Regions from separate parts of the Mus musculus genome. Here region 2 is linked to region 1. The links are chromatin contacts, called in public HiChIP or PLAC-seq maps. All regions are on one chromosome and are shown on one strand. Each heading gives the region's core, a stretch centred on a gene start, on an enhancer-like site or on the middle of the called end of the contact. The rest is flanking DNA. Distances are from core to core; before and after follow the strand shown.

The links. HiChIP or PLAC-seq counts read pairs in DNA pulled down with a chosen protein or histone mark.
Region 2: an H3K27ac HiChIP or PLAC-seq map of embryonic stem cells shows a contact between it and region 1, with 7 read pairs. The contact joins the enhancer-like site here to the promoter of Slc25a20 in region 1. A contact is called at or near these places in 2 of 39 promoter capture datasets (liver and macrophages), 8 of 484 Hi-C or Micro-C datasets (the G1E-ER4 cell line, bone marrow-derived macrophages, embryonic fibroblasts and 3 more), 3 of 115 datasets of contacts at active chromatin or transcription factors (all in embryonic stem cells) and 3 of 9 other capture datasets (adipose tissue, liver and pancreatic islet).

Annotation. Positions count from the first base shown.
Region 1 is chr9:108,660,645-108,664,361 of GRCm38.p6, forward strand. Slc25a20 (solute carrier family 25 (mitochondrial carnitine/acylcarnitine translocase), member 20) reads left to right here and starts at 1,492. Exons shown (of 9, transcript NM_020520.5): 1 at 1,492-1,688. The coding sequence starts at 1,584.
Region 2 is chr9:108,752,112-108,756,029 of GRCm38.p6, forward strand. No RefSeq gene overlaps it. Among named protein-coding and RNA genes, the nearest start is that of Gm24259, 15 kb to the left of the region's middle. Within about 2 kb of position 1,385, at least 40 of the 459 cell types and tissues checked have an H3K27ac peak or open chromatin away from gene starts, as enhancers often do. A contact at or near this core is called in adipose tissue and embryonic stem cells, where this site is marked.

The sequences.
Region 1 (3,717 bases), core at 242-2,741:
GGGTTTCAGGGGTTGTGAGGGTTCCCACTCTCTTGGTGATCTAATTTCACTCGTTAATACTGAATTTAACCACTAGCCCGAGCCTCTTTACAGAATCCTGGATCAGGAGATAGATCTATTAATAGAAATCTCAAACTAATTATGTCTAAAATGTCCTTTACCATCCTCTAATCTGCTTGACCCCATCTCTTCCCCAATCTCAGTTAAAGATGATGTCTTCTCTCTAGTTGCTAAGGCCAAAAACATTAGCATTGTCCCGTAAGCCTCTCTCACAAAACTTTTTCTAAAAAAAAAATATATATTTACTCATTTTTATTTTGTGTCCTTGAGTCTTTGCCTCCATGAATGTATGTGTGCTTGGTGCCCAAAGAGGCCCAAAGAGGGCATTAGGTCTCATGGAAGTATAGTTTCAGACAGTTCTGGGCTGCTACGAGGGTGCAGGGAACAGAACCCAGGTACTCTGTAAGAGCAGCCAGTTCTCTGAGCTGCTGAGCCAGCTTCTGCAGCTTCTGCATGAGTAGTGAGCAGAATGAATTTCCGTTCACTAACAGGTCCTTCGGGTTTTCCTTTAGAAAATATTCACCATTGGATCGCACCTCGTTAACAACTCTGCTATGTGCTGGTCCAAGCCAACATTTCTACTCATGACCTTTAACTTTCTCCAGCCCCCTGGATTTCCTCTGGCTGTTTTCACCAGCAGTTACAGCGATCCTGATTTTTGTCTGTTTGTTTTAAAATCCGATCTGAGATTGTTAGTCTCCATCTAAAACCTGTCATAGAAGAGACTGATGTCCTCACAGTTCCTCCTGATGAGTAGTCTCCGTTTCTCCTGTCCTCACTGGCTGCTCCACCATCCCACCGCACCCCATTCCCACCCCTGTGGCCTGTGGTTTCTCAGATTTGACAACACAGACATCTCAGAGTTTTCAAATTTTCTTTATCTTCTGCCAGAAAGGTCCTTCATCCTTTACCGGGTATCTTTAGACAGGACTCATTTCCATGCCCTAGATCTTAATCCTTTGCCTTCCTAATGAGAGCTTCTCTTGTTTAACAAATTAGTTACAAATTATTTGTCTCCCACACTTTACTTCTTCCCGGATTTATTTTCCTATAGAGCCATTTTTACCATAGGACATATGCCATTTTTAACTTAGTCAAGGCTTATCAAAGACAGGGACCTCTATGGGGTACCTCCACTCTTCAGCACCTAAAAAAAAAAAAGTGGCTGTCACGCAAAAGGGTGTATGCGACCTCTGGGGAGTGCACAGATGCATAGGACCACAGAGGACCAGAGAAAGAAAAAAACTCAAGTCCAAGAAGACTTCCTGGAGGAGTAAGTCCCTGACAATCATTCCCAAGCCCCTCCCATACATCATTAGGGAAAGAGCCCCGCCCACTAAGGAGGAGGGCAGCCGGAAGTAGACTTCAGGGCGGAAGCCAGGCTAGTACGACTGGGCCCTCTTTCCGACCTGCCCACGGCCCCGCCCACCTGAATGTAGGTGAAAGGTCGGCGGAGCCGCTCGGGCAGCGGAGCAAGACCAAGACTGCCCGGAGCTGACAGACAGACAGACAGAAGACTGAGCATGGCAGACGAGCCGAAACCCATCAGTCCGTTTAAGAACCTCCTGGCTGGCGGCTTCGGCGGCATGTGCCTGGTGTTTGTGGGGCACCCCCTGGACACGGTCAAGGTGCGCGGAGTGTGGACGGGGGCTTGTGGAGGAATGCCCCGGGGCGGTGTGTGTGTGTGTGGGGGGGGGGGGGGGGGTTACGTGGAAAGTAGGGACCGCCGCGAGGTGCTGCCTTTCTGAACAGAAGTGGAGCCGGGCTGATGGATGCTTCCTTCCGTGGGAAGTTTACAGAGGGTTGGTATGTAGTTTACTAGGAAGCGCTGCTTTACCTAACCCGGCCAGAGGCTCTGCATTCAACTCCCTGGCACCTCAAAACAATTTTTTTTTCCTCTCGAGAATCAATACGAAATAGACAGAGGCTGTACCTCGCGCCCTAAGAGCCCTACAGCTCCTATTTCAAGGTCTTCGGATGGCAGTCTTTTTTTGAGCCCTGCGCACTTCTTTGGAGATGAGAAAGAAAAAGCTGCTGTCTGTGCCCGGTTAACCCTGATATTGTTATAAAGATTGGAACAGGTTATCTGTAGACTTGACCTCCCCCACAAATTAAGGACAAAGGTGGCAGAGATGTCCTTTGACACAGTCTCGTAAAGCCGGTGTGTCCCATAGCCTATCTCTTGTGCACTTTTCTTTGCCTGAAGAGGCACCTGGCCATTTACAGCCAGTCATTCACTGCAGGGTAAGCTGCATAGTCACCCCCATAGCAAGCAATGACCAGCCAGGCTCAGGTGTGGAAATCGAGGGGACCTTTCTCTCCTCAGCCTTTTATTCTTCCTCTTGCTGTACTCTCAGCCAGGTCTTGTGGAGACTAAAATCTATATTCGATGACTTAGCTCATAGATGAGCTCATATAAGCTCGTAGCTTATAGGTTTCTTTTTTCTTCTTCTTCTTCTTCTTCTTTTTTTATGGACATAGACCTGAAAGGAAATGACAGGTCATAGCCAGGATGAGCCTGTGAGAAGAAGACATGAGTCTTTTGTGTGTGTGGATGGCGTGTTGCTGGGGGCTGGAAGCCAGAGAAGATGTGAATCTCATAAAGGTGGTAACCTCGGTTGGGGGCTTGATAGGATGTCAGATCCAGTTTCCTCTGAAAGAGAACAGTATCCAAGGGCTCTTCCTTGGCAGGCTTGACAGCAGGCTATCTCACGGCCTCTGTTCAAAGTGAGGCTCACCACAGACAGCTCATCCCGAGGAGACTCTGTAGTGTTCATCTGTGAGAAATCAGATCCTATCAGTAGCAAAGGCTGTGCTTCTTATTCTTAGTGCTCCTAAGACAGTGGCAGGTTCAAGTAGCTCTGTCTAGCAAGGGGGAGTTTGTTTGGCCTTTATTTCTAATCTTATTCTACAGAGGCAGAAATCTTGTCCTGCACACCTGAGACTTTTAAAAAGCAATATCCTGACTCCTTATATAAGTGTACTCCTCTCTCGTCTCCTCTTGCTCTTGATGTTACACCCAGCAAGGGCCTAGTGACCTCTGTACAGGATTATAAACGACTGAAAGTGCTCACTGGAGTCTTGACAGAGAGGATTTTCCTTTGCAGTATAAACCAAACCCATGGCTGACCACTGTCCTTTTGACCTCGGAAAGCTGGGTGGTTACCAACTAAAAGCTGATGCTTTTGTGATTTGGTGTTTGTTTTTGTATTTGTTTTTATTTGTGTTTTTTTTCCCCTTTGAAGACACAGTCTCATGTATCCAATGCTGGCCAAAAACTCAAAATGAAGCAATTAACCTTGAATTTCTGCCCTCCTGCCTCCCAGGTACTTGAAGGTTCTTTCAAGGTTTCAAAGAAACTAAGCCTTGGCCCCTATGTCCTGGTCAGTAAGAATTGCCACACTTTAGAACTGGGGCGGGGAAAACATTTTACAGACAGTAGTGTTGGAGCAGGCATTGAAAAGCTGGCTGATTGGGAGCTGGAGAGATGGCTCAGCGGTTAAGAGCACTGACTGCTCTTCCAGAGGTCCTGAGTTCAATTCCCAGCAACCACATGGTGGCTCACAAACATCTGTACTGGAATTGATGCCCTCTTCTGGTATTCATATACATAAAATAAATAAATCTTAAGAAAGAAAGAAAGAAAGAAAGAAAGAA
Region 2 (3,918 bases), core at 135-2,634, 91 kb after region 1:
CAGCTTCCTTACTGGTTTTGAAAGTGTGGATCCGAGTGTTAGGAACATAAAGGATATCTAATCCTGAATTTGGATGACAATTGCCAAGTTCTGAATTGAAATGTCATATGTTAGATGTGATGTTGTTCGTGGCTTTATTGGACAGATCCTGATGGCCAATTGTGAGTGTCCTTGACACTTTAAGCCAAGGGTTTCAACAGTAATAGTACTGTGGTCCACCAGGGGGTCCTAGAGCCTTTTACCATTGCTGATGGAGTTCATTGCTTGTATTTTTGGACTCCTGTGGACGGCAGCCATGGCTTCCACTTTAAGGTGTCTACTGTCTTAGGCTATGAAGCTAGCTAGCTCCCCCCCCCCACCCTTTTTAAGGTTTTGAGTTTTTTTGAGAAGGTCTTGTGTGTGTGTGTGTGTGTGTGTGTGTGTGTGTGTGTGTGTGTGTGTGTAGCCCTAGTTGTCCTAAAACTTACTCTGTAGAGCAGGCTGGCCCTGAACTCAAAGATCTGCCTGCCTCTGTGCTGGGATTAAAGCCATGGCACTATCGCAGGCCTTTTGCCTCTTAAGTGGTTTAAACACTTAGGCACACAGCGCCTCCTCCTTCTCCCTCCTTTCATGTGATGCCTCTCAGAAGAAGCAAAAGAGAAGACTGGATTGGTAAGAGACACAGACTCCTCAGGAATTCTCGTCCTCGTTTCACATCACTTGAAACTGAAAGACCCACAACGTGAGGACTCCCCCACGTTCTGACTCAGGAGAGGCGACACCCCAAAATCACCCACAAGAAACGGGTCTTGCTGCAAATTGCAAGAGGATTTTTATTCAAGAGCGCTCTCGGGCCCATGGTCATACACCACGCAGGGGTAGAGGACCGTGGCGCCCCGAGTAGCTGGGTAAGGGGGTATTTAAAGGAAGAAACCGAAACTCAAGGAAGTGGGGAGGGCGTTGTTGGAAGATACCAAAGATACCAGTTAAGAGTCACAAGGAAGTGTAAAGTTACAAGAGTCACAAGGAATACCTGGTAATTGTTAACTCTCAAGACAGCTTCTAAGAGCCCCTAACAATAGCACATTTGCATTGCAGGTTCTGGGTGACTTTCTTTGAATGAGCACTCTTTGAACCCAGGAAGCGGGTGGGTCGCTATCTCTTTTATGATTAGCATACCTTTACAAAGGCCACATTCCCAAGCCTGGGCCTAAAGGCCTAGAATTCTGTTTTTACGTTGTTGTACTTTCAAAACTTGACAACGGTTGGCCAGAGATGCGCTTTTGGCCGAAGTTGCTTTCTGTTCAGACAGGTGGCCAAGAATCAAGTTTTCTTGTGGGTGTCCATTTTGTGTGACCTTGAGCTGCAGCTCTGCAGTTTTCCACTTCGGTCAGCAGGGGGCAGGCTATCCCTGACTCCCTTTGGGCTCTTGGCCTTCTATCCTAGAACTGCAGCCAATCCCAAGTGAGAAACTCAATCTCATCCAAGTCTCAAGTCTCCATCAGCCTCCAAATCTCAGCTCAGATCCCAAATGAGAGACAGTTCCCCAGGCAACCACAGCCTCGAGCAGAGCACAGTGGGAAAACGTGTCCCTCAGACCTTGGCGTTTAGGTCACCATCCCAAGCTCCTGGCGGACGCTGCCCAAAGGACAAAAGGGAATTCTGATCTGGGCCTCAGATTGCCCCTCTGGGAAACCACATACTTACCAGAGGGTAGCTATCCGTTCTGCCCTAGCTTGTTTTGTTTTGTTTTGGTTTGGTTTTGGTTTTGGTTTTCGAGACAGGGTTTCTCTGTAGCCCTGGCTGTCCTGGAACTCACTTTGTAGACCAGGCTGGCCTCGAACTCAGAAATCCGCCTGCCTCTGCCTCCCAAGTGCTGGGATTAAAGGCGTGTGCCACCACACCCGGCCTGCCCTAGCTTTGCCTAGACCCTTGCCCTATCAGCTGGTGACTTTAGTAAAGGTTAGTTAGGGTCCAGGGGCTGGTTTGTTTGCTCCTTGTGCTCTGCTCAAGACTGGAATGTTCTGGATCATAGCAAAACCAGCCCCCACTGCCTGATACAGAGTGGACCTTCTAATAGTTAACCAAACAAGCTAGTTTTACTAAATAGAAGGCCAGGCTCAGGGTCAGCAAGAGAACTCAATGGGTAAAGGTTGTCAAACCTAACAAGCTGAATTTAGTTCTCTGCAAGAATTTATTCCTGCAAATTGTCCTCCGACCTTCACTCCCCATCCCTCTGTGTGTGTGTGTGTGTGTGTGTGTGTGTGTGTCATTAACTCATATATCTCTCCCATCCATTCCTATACAAAATTTAAAACCTTAAAAATGTATTTAAAAAAACAACAACGCAAAGGCCTGGCACACAGTGTGAAGGCAGGGGCGCATTGAGAGTGTGGGTGGAATTGGGGCTCACAGACTGGGCATCCATCCAGCACAATGGGAATCTTTCAGCTGGCCCCTCAGGGCTGTGTGCTGCCTGGAAGCACTGGGGACATTGGGGACATTGGGGACACAGTGTGCATGTCTAAGATGTGCTGGGAACCGCCTCCACCCTGGCCCTGTGGAACACTTTTCTTGGTAATTTTCCTGTTTTGTTCTGGGAGAATATCCTAGCGATGATTTACAGCAGCCAGCTCCCTTCCTGAATGACCCATGATCTGTAGCTGTGGAGAGGGATGGGCTCAGAGGAGACACGAATATCACTTCCAGCCCCAGTGAGGACACTGTGTCTCTAGCCTTGAGTTGTGTGTCTGATGCCAGGTACCAGAGACCCAGGGCAGACTTTACACCATGAGGACTGGGAGGAAAGGCACAAATTTAGGAGCATAAAGGGAAGGGGATTCTGATAAATGACAGGTCCCAAGTCAATATTACCTCCTTCCAGGCTCAGATACTAGCAAAGAGGGGTGCTTCTTAAGTCCCCAGATACAGCCAGAAAAGGGCAGAGAGCAGCAGCCTAACACACCAGCCCAGAGACCAGATTTGATCTCACCAGACTCTGAAGATCTCCTTCAGTATCTGCTAGCCATCCTTCTCCAGGGTCCTGAAGGCCACGCGTAACATCTTGTACCCCTACCATGATGCCGCTAATGACCTTATCATGTTTGCAGGGGCAGAAACCAAGCCATGTGCTGCCAGTGTCAGAATCCTCTGTATCTGCTAACGATCCTATAGCTCCTGCTCCAAGACTCGGCCTCCTTCTTGACACCATCCTGGAGACTTGCTTGTGAGTGCCACGCCATTACCCCTGTCACCTCTCACTCTTTCCACACCCTATCCATGCCTCCCCAAAGACTTTTAGTGACAACCAGTGTGTGTGCCAGCTGAGCGATGCGCATCTCTCCGGTTTCCTTCCCCATCCCGATCACTCTCCTCTTGAGCAGCTGCAATAGACAGAAGCCGCAGGGGTCTGGGATCTCCCTTCTCCTTCCCCAAGAACAGGGATGGCTTGGAGTTTTATCGCCACCAGGCTGCAGGGCCATCTTAGACATAGGTGCTCCTCGGTTCTGTCCCCTACTCTCTGTCAACAGCAGCCGCAGTCCACAGTGGTCCCATTAACCCCACTGCTCTCTCACTCTTGGCCTTCATTCTGGCTCCTAGCCCCAGTTTTAGTCATTCTTCAGGTCACTGGGTAGGGTGAGTGGTGCAGGCTATCAGTGTCTATACAACTATCGTTTGTATCTACATATCTTTTTGAATGGGATGCCATGTCACCCTGGGGGTGGCCTTGAAATCACAATTGTCCAACCATGGCCTTCTGAGCCTGCTGCTCCCTTCTAACTCATCCTCCTCCATCTGCTCTTCTTTTCTTCTTCCTCCCACCCCCCCCCCACCGCCTCCTGTTGAGATGGAGACTTGGCTATGCAACTCTGCCTGGTTTGGAACTCACTATGTAGACCAGGCTGGCTGTCCCCAAACTCACAGAGATCCACCTCCACC